2 separate regions of the Sus scrofa genome follow, and region 2 is linked to region 1. The links are chromatin contacts, called in public HiChIP or PLAC-seq maps. All regions are on one chromosome and are shown on one strand. Each heading gives the region's core, a stretch centred on a gene start, on an enhancer-like site or on the middle of the called end of the contact. The rest is flanking DNA. Distances are from core to core; before and after follow the strand shown. Region 1 holds the start of SEC61A2 (protein transport protein Sec61 subunit alpha). Region 2 holds the start of DHTKD1 (probable 2-oxoglutarate dehydrogenase E1 component DHKTD1, mitochondrial).

What was found. HiChIP or PLAC-seq counts read pairs in DNA pulled down with a chosen protein or histone mark.
Region 2: a contact with region 1 is called in an H3K27ac HiChIP or PLAC-seq map of alveolar macrophages. The contact joins the promoter of DHTKD1 here to the promoter of SEC61A2 in region 1. A contact is called at or near these places in 1 of 5 promoter capture datasets (liver), 4 of 47 Hi-C or Micro-C datasets (adipocytes, alveolar macrophages, heart right ventricle and 1 more) and 1 of 2 datasets of contacts at active chromatin or transcription factors (alveolar macrophages).

The regions. Positions count from the first base shown.
Region 1 is chr10:59,815,542-59,818,825 of Sscrofa11.1, forward strand. SEC61A2 (protein transport protein Sec61 subunit alpha) reads right to left here and starts at 1,498. Exons shown (of 12, transcript XM_003130808.6): 1 at 1,316-1,498. The coding sequence starts at 1,322.
Region 2 is chr10:59,873,944-59,877,019 of Sscrofa11.1, forward strand. It overlaps DHTKD1 (probable 2-oxoglutarate dehydrogenase E1 component DHKTD1, mitochondrial), which reads right to left and starts at 1,379. Exons shown (of 16, transcript XM_021064993.1): 1 at 1,041-1,379. The coding sequence starts at 1,194.

The sequences.
Region 1 (3,284 bases), core at 248-2,747:
AAGTCCTGCCAAAGAACTGGAGGATGAAAATGACAATTCCTCAGCCTTTGCCAGTGTCTGCCATGTCCAGAAACACAAGAAGCCACAACGAGCTATTAGCGGTGGTCATCTTCCCTCACAAACACGGGATTCTGTTCACTGACATCACGAAATTGTTTTACACCTGACGTGCGGAGTGACACCTCAGCAGTTAGCCAAAAGGGGACTCTACGCTCTTGCTATAAAACCTCCCAAAATGATGGCAGCCACTGATGTTTGGCAGAAGAATGCCGAAAATGCTCATGGGCAGGTGTGTGTCGGCCACGTACCATTTCAGATGACTTTGAAAGTAAATGTGAATTATGGAAAATGTTCATCTCCAATGCAGAACCAACGTCAATCCCATCAGGAAATGTCCTGGAATCCCCGTCACCCCTTTTCGTTCCCATTTCAACCACGTGCCCTCCCAGGTTTCTTGGCTTATGATCACATGCGTTGGAGTGTTCAGGTTCAAGCAATGCTTTTGTCTGCCACTTGTCTACTCCTGTGTTGCAAAATTTAACCCTTTATACTGAAAATTCAAGCCCAAGTGTCGCCCCTACTTCCTTCCTAGCTTCCCCAAATGTCTCCTAGTTGGCTGGCCAATGGGTGCACAGCTTGGGTTTGCGGTAATCCATTCATCCAACAATCACCCGAACAGCTATGTAAGAATATTTGCGAAGATACGTGGTGTTGCGTTCGGGAGACGGCCCTCAAAAGATCCCCATTATACAAGGCCTTGTCCCCAAAGCTTATATGCCCTTATGCTGAGTTTTCAGTAAATGCTTACAGAATGACTTAAATACAAAATTTAAGGAAAATGCTATACCACCAACCTCCTTTCCTCGCCTACAACACACGCCATGCATCGCTTTTAAAAAAAATGAAACAAATCAGGGAGCTTCACTCGTCACAACTAACATACCAAGGAAGGGTGACTTGGGAATAAAAATATGAGTTTCCAAAGCCCCTGAAAAATTAACAGTGGTCCAGTTTTCGCCCGGTTGCCTAACTCCCCGCCCCCGAAACCAATGGCCTCCCCGCGCGGTCCTCCGCTCCTCGCCACCCACTGAACTTAGATCCTGGGCCTCCAGGTCGGGTCCCTGCAACTGGCCTGGCGAGGCCTCGCACTGGCGGCGCCTCGGCGGAGGTCCCCAACCCACGCCCTCCGCAGCTGCCCGGCGCAGCCCGCGCCTCCCCGCCCGCGGGCCGGACGACGCCAGGGCGGGCGCCAACCCCACTCCCGCGGTTCGTCGGCGCCTGCGCCCCCGGCGGGAGCCTCGCCGCCGCTACTCACTGCCCATGGCGGCGGCTGCGGTGGCCCGGCGGGGCCCAGCGGCCTCGGAGCGGCCTTAGCTCGGGTCCCGCGTCTGGGGCCTCGGCGCCAGCTCCCGACGCGCTCCGGCCAGCCCGGCACAGGCTCCGCCCCGAGCCACGTGACACGCGCCCTGCCCCGCCCCCCGACGAGGCGCTGGCCGTTGGCCGCTGGTGCGCTGACGTCACCGCGTTGCCATGGCCACCGCCGGCGCTCCCGAGGGCGTGCTCACGCGGGGTCCTGGAGCAGGGAAGCTCTGTGAGGCTACAGCAAACCAGGCCTTTATGCTGGGAGCACGTCTCCGAGTTCAGTGTCCAGCAAGGGTCATCTCTTTGCCAGCCAGAGCGGCAGCCCCAGGAACGCAGGCCGGATTCGATCCCAAGGCCTGAAACAGCAGCCCCTAGAACCAGCGTCACCCAAACAAACTTTTTATTTTGCTTCCAAATTATTGGAACCTCTAGGAAGTTTTCAGAAACTTGGGACATTTTGTCCAAATTAATAGCTTCTGAACGCTCCACTATCTCCCTCTTACACTCTACACTCTTTAGCTTCTCCGAAATAGATCAGAATTTTGTCCCTCTGGACTAATCCCTTTTGTCCCCTCTCAGACAGGATAGTATAAAGGAAAGCAATACAGCCTTAAAAATCTGCTGGCCTCACATTTTTAATTCTTTTTTTTTTTTTTTTTTTTTTCCCGCATCTTTAGGGCCGCACCCGAGGCATATGGAGGTCAAATCAGAGCTACAGCTGCCACCTACACCACAGCCACGGAAACACCAGATCCAAGCTGTGTCTGCAACCTTCTCCATAGCTCACAGCAATGCTGGATCCTTAACCCACTGAGGGAGGCCAAGGATGGAACCTGCCTCCTCATGGATGCTAGTCAGGTTTGTTAACCGCTGAGCCCTGATGGGAACTCCTAATTCCTATTTCTTTTTTTTTTTCTTTCTTTTTTGTCTTTTTGGAGCCACACCGGTAGCACAAGGAGGTTCCCAGGCTAGATGTCTAATCAGAGCTATAGCTGCTGGCCTACGCCACAGCCAGAGCAAAGCCAGATCTGAGCTGCGTCTGCAACTTATACCACAGCTCACGCAAGGCCACATCCTTAACCCACTGAGCTAGGCCAGGGATCGAACCCACAACCTCATGGTTCCTAGTTGGATTCATTTCCACTTCGCCGTGATGGGAACTCCTCCTTACTCAAATTTCAAACCCCTGTGATCTAACTTCTGCTCTAACACCTGATGAAACAAGCAACTTCAAAGGTCACTTAATCACTTATAATCACCAAATCCAATGATCCGTTTTAACATTCAGATCTATGTCCAAGAAGGAAGCAAAATACATAAGTGCTCACGGGCGTGCGCGCACACACACACTTCTCTTTGCCCACACTCTAGCCAGGCTCCTCTGAACCCTTTTTCCACTAGGCCTTACCTTGGACAATAAAGAGTTGAATAAATGCAACATGTAATTCCTAATACATCCATCCCTAGGCTGACCCCGGCCCCCTTAAAGTATCTGCCTGGGGAGCTCAAGGCTGCCGGAAGAATTGACCCCTTGTTGCACTCGGAGATGGACAGCATCCATGGCTCCCAGCCTCTGTGGAAGGATAGGAGCCTAACTGCAGTTCTCACCACTTAACAGGCCTGGATGGCTTTCACATGGACCAAGCCCTCCCGTTCTGTGTAATTTTTCACTTCCCTGACTCTACTCTGAGCCCCCATTCTACCCCCTTTCTCTCCTCCCTTGTTTCTCTTAAATGCCAGCCATCTCTATACACATTCAAGTGGGATTTAGTTCACGCTGGATTCTTTTCTTTGCTGCCATACATGGTATATTACCCACTGAAAGCTGTCCTTACCACTTTAGTGTCCAGCTTTGTCTTTCAACAAACTTACATACTTACGTATACACACATACACATGCACGTACATATGACAATTTAGAC
Region 2 (3,076 bases), core at 129-2,628, 58 kb after region 1:
CGGCAGCCACAGCTCTGATTGGACCCCTAGCCTGGGAACCTCCATATGCTGCGGGAGCGGCCCAAAGAAATAGCAAAAAGACAAAACAAAAAACAAACAAACAAATCATTTTGGAGCATAATCCAAATACTCAAAATTAGTCTCTTACACATGAGAATCCAACAGAGGTTCCAAAAACTGATACTCATGTCTCCTAATCCATTAAAACCACCAGTAACATGGTTCCAAATTCAGCACGCTTTTAAAATTTTATTGAAGTGTAGTTGATTTATGATGTCGTGTTAATTTCTGCTATTCCACAAATGACTCAGTTATACACATATACACATATATACATAGTTCTCTGTGCTATACAGTGGGACCTTGCTGTTCAACTAAAAGTTTTAAACTCTGAAATCAGGGAGTTCCCTTGTGGCACAACAGGTTAAAGATCTGGCCTTGTTACACTCTGGCACTGCCTGATCCCTGCCCAGGAACTTCCAAACTTCTACATGCCAAGGAAGAGGAAAACAAAAACCAAAAAAATCAAAAAAACAAAAAAACAAAAAAACAAAAAACCACACTGAAATTAAAAAGGCCAGATAGAGGAGACAAACGGATAATATATACTATGGTCTTGGTACCAGCTAACTGCTCTCTTCACCCCAGCAGTACAGTCGTGATCCCCACCCATCCCAGCTCACACCAGCCCTGGAGAGGGCCCTGGAAATGTATCCTTGGGGACATTCCAGGAGCTGGAACATCTTAGAACTTTTCTTTTCCCGAAGCCCCGCCTTGGCAAAGAGCTAAGTTCCCAGACATTTTACGACCAAGAAAAGAAGATTAGAGATCACAAAACCGTTCCGGACGGGGAGGAGACACTGACAATACGCACGTCTGTCTCCCTCTGCCCTCTCGCCTCCCCTCTCTCCCAATTCGCCGCGCGCACACTGAGGCTCCCCGGACGCCCCGCCCCCACAGCAGTACCCCACAGCAGGCCTGGCAAGAAAGCCCCCTGCCTCTTCAACCCCCATGCCCACCGCCCGGGCCCCAACCCCCACCTGAGGGACGCGCCAGGCCGCCCTGGGGCTCCCGGCTCTCACGCTTCCTCGGCCGGTAGCCGTAGACACCCCTCTCCGTCTGGTAGCCACGCCGAAGGAGCGAAGGAGCCCGGCTGAGGCCCAGTCTTGCTGCTGCCACAGTAGCCAAGGCCATGTTCGGCCAGGCTCTCAGGCCTGGAGACTTCGGCGGGAGATCGAGGGGTTGCAGCCACCAGGAAGGAAGGTGGCTCCTACGCCGCTGGACTACTGGGTATCCACCTCTAGGGAGAGGCGGGAGGCAAGAGAAATAAGCCCTCCGCTGAAACTCCGCCTCCGAGACAACGCCCCCACTCCTAATTGGCCATCTCGGCCCTTGGAGCCAATCCAGATCAGCGGCCCCCTGGACGTAGCCACGCCCCTAGATCCCGCTGGACTCGAGCGGTCCTAGAGGCTGAGGGCTGCCCTGGATTTGGGAAAGCGGGGAGTGTTGAGCCGAGCATCACCAGCTTTCTGGTACAAACCATGATTTATCTGTATATGCTGCAGTCTCCCGCAGGAGTGATCACCCACGCCCTCCTCCTTGGAAGCCCCGGAGCACAACCCCACACACATGATGCAGTCTCCTATGAAAACGACGGGGTGCATCAAAAGTGGTTGGGACTGAGACGAAGGGACTCAAGAAGGGAAGGTCGCAGGAAGGAGCCAGAAAATCAACACCCCGTCCATCTGTATTTTTGCAAGAAACACTGAGGGAGAAGGAGTAAATTAGAGGAGAAAGCAGCTATAGGAACGAATAGAAGTGAAGAGAAATTGGAAGCGGATTTCAGCAGTATAGATATAGATGCAATTCTTGGTTGGTCTTTCTACGACAGATTTTCTTTTCGTCTTTTGAGGGCCGCACCTGCAGCACTTGGAGGTTCCCAGGCTAGGGGTCCAATCGGAACTGTAGCCGCCGCCTCCGCCACAGCCACAGCCACAGCAACTCGGGATCCGAGCCGCGATTGCGACCTACACCACAGATCACAGCAAAGCCGGATCCTTAACCCACTGAGCGAGGCCAGGGATGGAACCTGCAACCTCATGGTTCCTAGTAAGATTCGTTTCCGCTGCGCAATGAAGGAACTCCTAGAGTTTCTTTTTATTTCAAGGCTCACCTTGGAGTTTCCCTCGTGGTGTACCTTTACCAGCATGATGGGGAAGAGGGGCTCTGAATTCTTCCCAGTCAGTCATTCATCATTCCAGTCACCAGGGCAGCTGCACCCCAAACTTCTAAGAACATTACACACATCACATGAGCCCAAGATATTTTCCCCCTAGACTCTTTCAATCACTATTCACACAGAGCCCTCTGCTGGGTCACAGAGATTGCTAAAATACAGTCTCTGCCCCTAATCCATTCCCAGTCGTTGCCGGCTGACTTCAACACACAGTATGAAAGACGCTGTAATCCAGACATGTACAGTTGCCCTGCAAGCATAGACAGGTGTGTCAGGGGAACCTCCAAGTGGAAGGCACCCTAGAACTTCAGGGTTTTCACGCAAACAATTCCCTCCACCAGGACAGCTCTTCTTCCTCCCGACCCCACCCCCAACAACACTGGATGATTCCAACCCTCCTTCTCCACTGGGCTTGGAGTTACTTCCTGAAGAAAGGTATTCCTGGCCCCCATGGCTAATTTCATTCTCCCTATTAGACACCTTCATGGTACTCCATACATTTCGTTATTACATTAGTACAATTTTGATGTTTCCTGAGTACTAGATATGTCATAATTTGAGTTAACTAAATTGTTGCCTACTTAAGCGTATTTCAATGATTCTTTTTTTAAAATGTTATTTTATTTTAAAATTTATTTTGGGAGTTCCCGTTGTGGCTCAGCCGGTTACCAACCCAACTAGTACCCATGAAGATGTGGGTTCGATCCCTGGCCTCGCACTAAATTGGTTTTTTTTTTTTTCTTCTTTTTCAGATGCTTTTCCCATCTAGATTATCACAGAATATTAGGTAAAGTTCCCTGTGCTACACATCAGGTCCCCATTGGCCAGTCATTCCATATA